2 separate regions of the Pan troglodytes genome follow, and region 2 is linked to region 1. Evidence: chromatin contacts called from public capture Hi-C data. All regions are on one chromosome and are shown on one strand. The core of a region is the stretch at or near the end of the contact, and the rest is flanking DNA. Distances in the headings are between cores, read along the strand shown. Region 1 overlaps LOC107971532 (a long non-coding RNA gene). Region 2 has its middle 9.1 kb from the start of MYCNOS.

Evidence for each region. Capture Hi-C pulls out chosen DNA fragments and counts their contacts.
Region 2: a contact with region 1 is called in a capture Hi-C map of stem cell-derived neural stem cells, with 2.3 times the contacts expected there. The contact joins two enhancer-like sites. A contact is called at or near these places in 1 of 7 Hi-C or Micro-C datasets (stem cell-derived neural progenitor cells), 1 of 1 datasets of contacts at active chromatin or transcription factors (stem cell-derived excitatory neurons) and 1 of 1 other capture datasets (stem cell-derived neural stem cells).

What each region holds. Positions count from the first base shown.
Region 1 is chr12:106,790,475-106,794,036 of NHGRI_mPanTro3-v2.0_pri, forward strand. The region is part of intron 3 of LOC107971532 (a long non-coding RNA gene); the gene reads right to left. Among named protein-coding and RNA genes, the nearest start is that of MYCNOS, 140 kb to the right of the region's middle. Within about 2 kb of position 1,422, at least 2 of the 24 cell types and tissues checked have an H3K27ac peak or open chromatin away from gene starts, as enhancers often do. A contact at or near this core is called in stem cell-derived neural stem cells, where this site is marked.
Region 2 is chr12:106,923,211-106,926,851 of NHGRI_mPanTro3-v2.0_pri, forward strand. No RefSeq gene overlaps it. Among named protein-coding and RNA genes, the nearest start is that of MYCNOS, 9.1 kb to the right of the region's middle. Within about 2 kb of position 2,336, at least 1 of the 24 cell types and tissues checked has an H3K27ac peak or open chromatin away from gene starts, as enhancers often do. A contact at or near this core is called in stem cell-derived neural stem cells, where this site is marked.

The DNA of each region.
Region 1 (3,562 bases), core at 172-2,671:
ACAAAGGAAATATTCCCATGGGAAAAGATAAGTGTGAAACAAGGGCAGCTAGGGTCCTATCTTTGGGGTGTCCAGACTTATACAAAGAACTTTTTAATGAACTGTTTTGTTTTTGTTTTTTGTTTTTGTTTTTGTTTTTTTTCTCAAAAAAGGAAGACATGTGTAGCCTCTGCCCCAGAGGGGGAGAATTCTTGGCTGAGGAGGATAGGTGGAGAGGGTTTCCAAACTCTCCACCTTCAAGTCCTAAGTCTTTGAAAGCTATCCTAAGATAAAGCAACATTCTCTTGTGAATTTTGTAATAAGAATTCTAGACTTGTTGGGTATGAGGCACATCTGAGCATGAATTGCCTTGGGTTTCCACAGGCCATCCTAGAATCCCTGGGAAGGAAGGGCTCCCTTTATTCCTGGACCGCCTTTGATGACACACAACCTTTGACCCTGATCAATGCATCCTCCTCCCAAGCAGTGCAGACAGGAGCAGCTCTCTCAGCACCCAGAGGAAGCGCGGGCATTCGGCTCTGACCTCTCACCCTGCCCCTAACCTTACTGATAATTGAGTTTTCCATTCGTACTCACCAGCAGGCTCTCTACACAAAGAAACAAGCCCCCCTTACTCTGTCTTTACCGAGATGAAACCACGAGCAGGGTCTGTTCAGCCAACACCAGCATCCGGTACCAGAACACACAAGAGGATCGGATCTGGGTCCCGGCTCCCCGATTCCATCCTGGGCCTCCCAGCACCTCCCATGCCGCCAGGACAGAGCACCTGACTCAGACAGCATTTGTTTCTCCTAGTGTGGCACTTGAAGAGAGAACTGTGTCTCTTTGAAAAATGTTCATGTTGCAGAGCAATTTAAAACACACACCTCCTTCCAAGTGCCCTTCCATAAAAGCCTGCTTTCCAGAAGCTCCTGGAATCCTAAAAACTGAATCAAAGACATTTTAAAATGAACTTTCTCTACCTCCCTTTGAATCTTTGTAAAATCTCTTATTGTAGAATAAAGTAAGCTATCAACAAGCCCTTTCAAAACATTTCCACCCTAAGTTTGCCCTATGCGTGGAAAGAATGGATGGCTAGAATCACCCCCTCGACCTCCTGCTGAAGAGGACAAGGTGCTGGTTTGGGAGGCAAGTCCCCAGCCAGTGAGTTGGGGCTCCCGGAACTGCTGTCCACGAGGAGGGGAAGATGGAGTCCTGAGATGCCCGCACTACCCTCGGCAAATGCTTGAGGGCTTCTAACTTAGGAATGGTAATGACCTCATTAGCATCATGCACTTCCCCCTGCAAGTGACACCATCTCCTCCGGCTCTCACATCCCCACTGAGGTAGCTAGATCTTGTGCCAAGAAACCAAAGGGCAGAGGATGTGTCCAAGGTCACCAGAAGAGGTGGAGCCAAGACTTCGAGCCAAGTTTTCGGACTCTGCAGCCATGAAACTTGGGGAGTGCCCCGCTGCTTCTAGAGGAGCACCCCTGGAAGGCAGAAGAACCAGAGGAAGCTTCGAGGGTAGGACAAAGACACAAGAACATGTGAAAGCAGAGACAGAACTGTTCTTGCCAGAGGGAGAGGTGGAGACTTCAGAAGACAGAACAGTCGCCATGGCAGTGGCATTCTGGGGGGTGGAGGGGCTTCCTGGGGAGGAAGGGCCCAGCTGAGCCTTAAGGATGGAGCAGCATTGAGAGTAGTAGAGGGGAGATGGCGAGGTGCTTTAGCAGGGGGACCTGCCTGGGAAGAGGCTTCAAGCAGGAAGCCCTGATGGAGACAATGATGAGGTCCTGGGCTGACAGCCTGTTGGAGAGAGAGGGAGGGCCACACGTGCAAGGCCTTGAAAGTTGAGCCAGGAGTTGGGGCTTTCTGTGTAAGCAGTCTCTTAGAATACCTACTGTAGGGGTGTAGTGTACAGTCTTTAACAACAAGGACATTTTCCCATTTGGAAATTGAAAAGTGGGAAAACTCAGCCAGAATGGCACCCATATATGGGCCAATCAAAGCAAGACCCATTGGCCTAAAAGCCTCCTCTTCATTCCCCACTGCCTGCCCTCTTGCCCAGACAGTGTGAAGCTCCCTAGGCCCGTGCTCAATCTCCAGCCTTCTGGGCTGCTTTATGGCAGATTCAGATGCAAAAGGTCTGGGAGTGACTCAAGAATCTCTGTTTTTACTGAGTGTCCATAGGTGTTGTTAACCACGAACCAGTTTAGAAAGAAGAAACACCACTGTGAGGATCACCCGGGGCACTAGGAAATAACAGGGCCTCTCCTCTGCAGAGCCTGAGCTAGCAGGTCCATGGGGAGAACCAGGAATCTGGGTCTTTAACAAAAGCAGGGCCAGGTTTTGGTTGAGATGAGCAAGGTGAGCCATCCAAGTGCAGGGTCAACTCCTATCCTCATTTCAAAGTTTCTTCGCTCCATTGCTCATCATGGACATTTTTGCACTGATTTTTGTTATCATTTATCTTGTAACTGAGTTTTTTTGGCTTCTCCTTAAAATTTGCACCTAAAATGAGTGTCTCACTTGCCTCACCCTTGTCTTGGCCCACAACAAAAGCCCCAGGTGATCCCCAGGATGATGGCTGAGTCCAGGACACTCAGCACAGCCTTCCAGCTCTTTCCTTTGCCTGCATTTCCAGCCTCATCCACCTCATCCCTGAGCACAGGCTCTGCACACCCACCCCAGCCCAGTGACCAGCTCTCCAAACAGCCTCTGCACATACTCTTCCCTCTTCTTGCAATGTCCTTGCTGCCTCTGGGGTCCCCACTCCACCTGGGCAGCCCCTCCTCCAATGCCACCAATGGCCCCCTGTATACATATAGGGCTGGGAGCTCTGCCACACTCTCCCGCTGAAACTACCAGCCTCCCGCAACAACCCCAGGAAAGAATAGTGTCTTCACTTCTACGCTCATTTTGCCCACAGCCCCAAGTCAGGACTGTCTCACCATCCCATTATTGTTCAATGTGCCTGTGAGCCCCTTGAAGAAAAAGGAAATATCTTATTCCAGATCCTCCCACTCCTAGAACATACCCTGGCACTGAAGAGAGGATGGATGGATGGATGGATGGATGGATGGATGGATGGGTGGGGTGGGTGGGTGGATAGATGGATAGATGAATGAATAAAATTCGAGGCACAATGGGCTGATCACAGGCCTCACAACCCAAACCTGGGCTTGAATCCGACTTCACTACCCACCTCTGAATGCTCCTAACAAGTGACTTAACAACACCAGCTCCATCTCCTCATCTATAAAATGGAACTAAGGGGGCTGCCTTTGCAAGGTTGTTGTGAAAATTAAAAGCAGTTTACTGAGTGCCTGGCACCCGGTAATAGGTGTTGCATAAATTGAAAAAATAACAGGGATCAGATGGCAGACTGCCTTTCCCCTTGGAACCATTGTATGGTGCTGTGTGCTCTGAGAGGCCATGCAATAAAGCACTATGTGGCTTGCTGCTGTGATCCTTGTAGGCTGGCTAAGCTTAGTCTCACAAGTGGTTCATAATGATCAAGGCTTAAGTGAGGCTTGGTCCCCGAATCCACTGGAGGGATTTTACATTCTAAAGTCGGATGG
Region 2 (3,641 bases), core at 1,086-3,585, 130 kb after region 1:
AAAACATATTAATAATAATGATGCCAACCCGCTAATAATCCCAGTGTTATCCCCTCGCTGTACCAGTTGGGGAGCTGCACAACCTGGAGCCTGTGAGTTTGGGAATCAAATTCAAGCCCAGGGAGTCTTTAACTTTTTTTTTTTTTTTTTCTTTGAGATGGAGTTTTACTCTTGTTGCCCAGGCTGGCGTACAATGGCATGATCTTGGCTCACCGCAACTTCTGCCTTCCGGGTTCAAGCAATTCTCCTGCCTCAGCCTCCTGAGTAGCTGGGATTACAGGCATGAGCCACCACACCTGGCTAATTTTGTATTTTTAGTAGAGATGGGGTTTCTCCATGTTGGTCAGGCTGGTCTTGAACTCCCAACCTCAGGTGATCTCCCCGCCTCAGCCTCCCAAAGTGCTGAGATTACAGGCGTGAGCCACCGCACCCGGCCAAACCCAGGGAGTCTTAACTTCAGATTCATACCCTTTTTTTTGAGACGGAGTTTTGCTCTGTCACCCAGGCTGCAGTGAAATGGTGCGCTCTTGGCTTACTGCAACCTCTGCCTCCTGGGTTTAAGCAATTCTCCTGCCTTAGCCTCCCGAGTAGCTGGGATTACAGGTGCCTGCAACCACACCTGGCTAATTTTTTTGTATTTTTAGTAGAGATGGAGTTTCATCATGTTGGTCAGGCTGGTCTTGAACTCCTGACCTCAGGTGATCCACCTGCCTTGGCCTCCCAAAGTACTGGGATTACAGGCATGAGCCACCATGCCCAGCCCAGATTCATACTCTTAATTACTATGCTCAATGGTTTCTCCTCAAGACAATGAATGGAAATTGGTGGGGTACATTTACCAATGTCCAGAGGGAGATAAGGGAAGATTTTTTATTTTTTATTATTATTTTTTGAGACTGAGTCTCGCTCTGTCACCCAGGCTGGAGCGCAGTGGTGTGATCTCGGCTCACTACAACCTCCGTCACCCAGGTTCAAGCAATTCTCCTGCCTCAGCCTCCTGAGTAGCTGGGATTACAGGCACCAGCCACCATGCCCAGCTAATTTTTGTATTTTTAGTAGAGATGGGGTTTCACCATGTTGGTCAGGCTGATCTCAAACCCCTGACCTTGCGATCCACTTGCCTTGGCTTCCCAAAGTGCTGGGATTACAGGCGTGAGCCACCACGCCCAGCCAGAGATAAGGGAAGTTAAGCACTGAACCGAGAAGCTTGAGGCCTGAGATCTGGTTTCTGAGAAAGCACAAGAGTGCCCAGGGCAGGACGCTCTCCCCACAGGCCCTGCCCCTCAGCTCCCAGGACCAGATGCGCCTTCCCTGAGCCTCCTACCTCCGCTGTTGGCATCCCTGAATTCCTCTAGCCTTTCTACTTATTTTTTACGGCATTTGCCACCATATTAGATGCTGTTTAATTTATTTGCTTATTATGTTTATTTGTACAGCTGTCACTCTCTCTTAGACTATAAACTTCAAGAAAGCAGAGAAGATTTGGGAGAGTTTTGTCTTTTTTGTTCATTGATGTCTCCCAAGCACTTAGAACAGTGCTTGATACATGGTAACTGCTAAATAAATATTTGTTGAGAGAGAGAATGGGAAAGAGGGAAAGAAAAAAAGAAAAAAGAACGCTTCCAGGCATGGCAGTGTGTGTGCACCTGTTGTCCGAGTTACCCAGGAAGCTGATGCAGGAGGATCACTTGAGTCCAGAAGTTCTGAGCTGTAGCACCCTATGCCTACTGGATGTCCACACTAAGTTTAGCATCAATATGGCAACTCCTGGGAGTAGGGGACCACCAGGTTTCCTAAGGAAGTATGAACTGGCTGGCCCAGGTCAGAAATGGAGCAGGTCAAAACTCCTGTGCTGATCAGCAGTGGCACTGTGCCTGAGATTAGCCACTCCACGCCAGGCTAGGCAACATGGCAGGACCCTGTTGCAAAAAAAGAAAAATAAAATAAAGGAAAAATAAAATTCTCACAAGCAGACTGCAGGTGCCTCCCCTGAAATGGGAGAGTAAACTAGTTGGCTTCTATGCCTCTTCCAAGTCAAACAACCTCTGATTTCGAAAACAACTCACATCAGAATTTCAAAACATAGCCACCATAGGGATTAATGAAACTAAAACTCAGAAGACCAGATTCCCTCACTTATAATGTGGGAATGTGATAAACTGATCAAAAATCCTCAAGGATTTTTGAGACTCAAGCATACAAAAACTTGGGAAGCTCTGCAGTGCTACACAGGGGTGGGAGGCATTGCAACCTTTTTCACTACGAGTGTAGACCATCTGTGGCCTGAGGCAAGGGTCTGAGCTGCCACAGGCCAGGCCAGGCATAGGCTCAGTGAACCCAGGCAGAGGACCAGCTTCCTCCTTCAGATAGCCCCAAACTCAGCCACTAGGCCCCTCATATGCTTTCATTCATCAGCCCCTCAACCCCAGTGCCTCTTGGTTTCTCTTCTTGCCTTCTATACGACCCCCAGGGCTTTAACTCTCTTGCAGACTGTGGGTTCCTTGTAGACAGTCCTCTATGAGCATTTTATCTTCACTTCCTCAGAACTGCCAGCATAGTCAGTACCAGACACTCATTGATGTCTAAGGGATGTCTTTTCCCATCTGAATTAGCCTGAGAGCTTGTGAACTGGAGTTGGTGGGAGACCCACCCATAATGGAAATCATCTCCTGGCTCCTTCCTGTTACCGTCTATACTGCTGGCATCTGCTAAGGCTCTGTCACCTGTCAGTCACAGGGCAGGTGCTCAGAATCAGAGGCAAATGAGAGCCCTATCTGCCTTAAGGGAGCCCACAGTTTAGGGGGTCCAGGAGGTGCATAAGGTAGCTAGAAGATAAGTGCACAGAGGCCAAGGGCTGGGAAAGGCCTACCTGGGGGTGCAAGATTGAGAAGGATTTCAATTAATGGAATCTGGGTAACCTAGAAGGAGGGATGTGGTGAAACAAGTCACGGATGAGAAACAGCCAGAGGCCAGCACATGGAGGGCCATGGGCAATGGAGCTGGTGGGACCGGGTAGAAGTGCCTCTGTGGGGGGCTGGAGAGTTGGGACTCGATTCTGTAAATAGTAGGGAACTGTTGGAAGTTTGCATAAAGAGTAGGTGGTTTAGAAGGGTTAATATGGAAGCATGATGTAGGTGGACGGGCAGGCCAGGAGGTGGGGAGGCTACAGTGTGGGCAATGAGAAAGTGAATGTTATGGGAAGGGCACTGGGCGGGTCACAGGAGACACCGGCTCTAGTCTCCCTGGGTTAAGCCATTAATTCCAGGTGGGATCCCGCACCCTCATTCTGTGAAATGAATTTCAATGAGATGATCTCTGTGCTTCGTCTCAGCTCTATCATTTATTGATCTAAATGATGTAGAGCTCTTTCCCGGTCTCAAAACTGCTCTTGGAATGCAGAGATGGTTTCTCATGTTATTGAAACAACTAGTTCAATTCTTCTGTGACTACAGCAATTACTTTATAGATAATTGCAGAGCTAAATTTGGTGACATTCCCTCAGCTAGGTCAGAAAAGGCAAATATGGGATTTTTTCACTTAGTTTTAATCCTTTAGGTGCATATTTGTGGTCCACCTAATGCAAAAATGTTTCATGTTATATACTACATTATATACATTAAAAAAATGACTAACCTAACAAT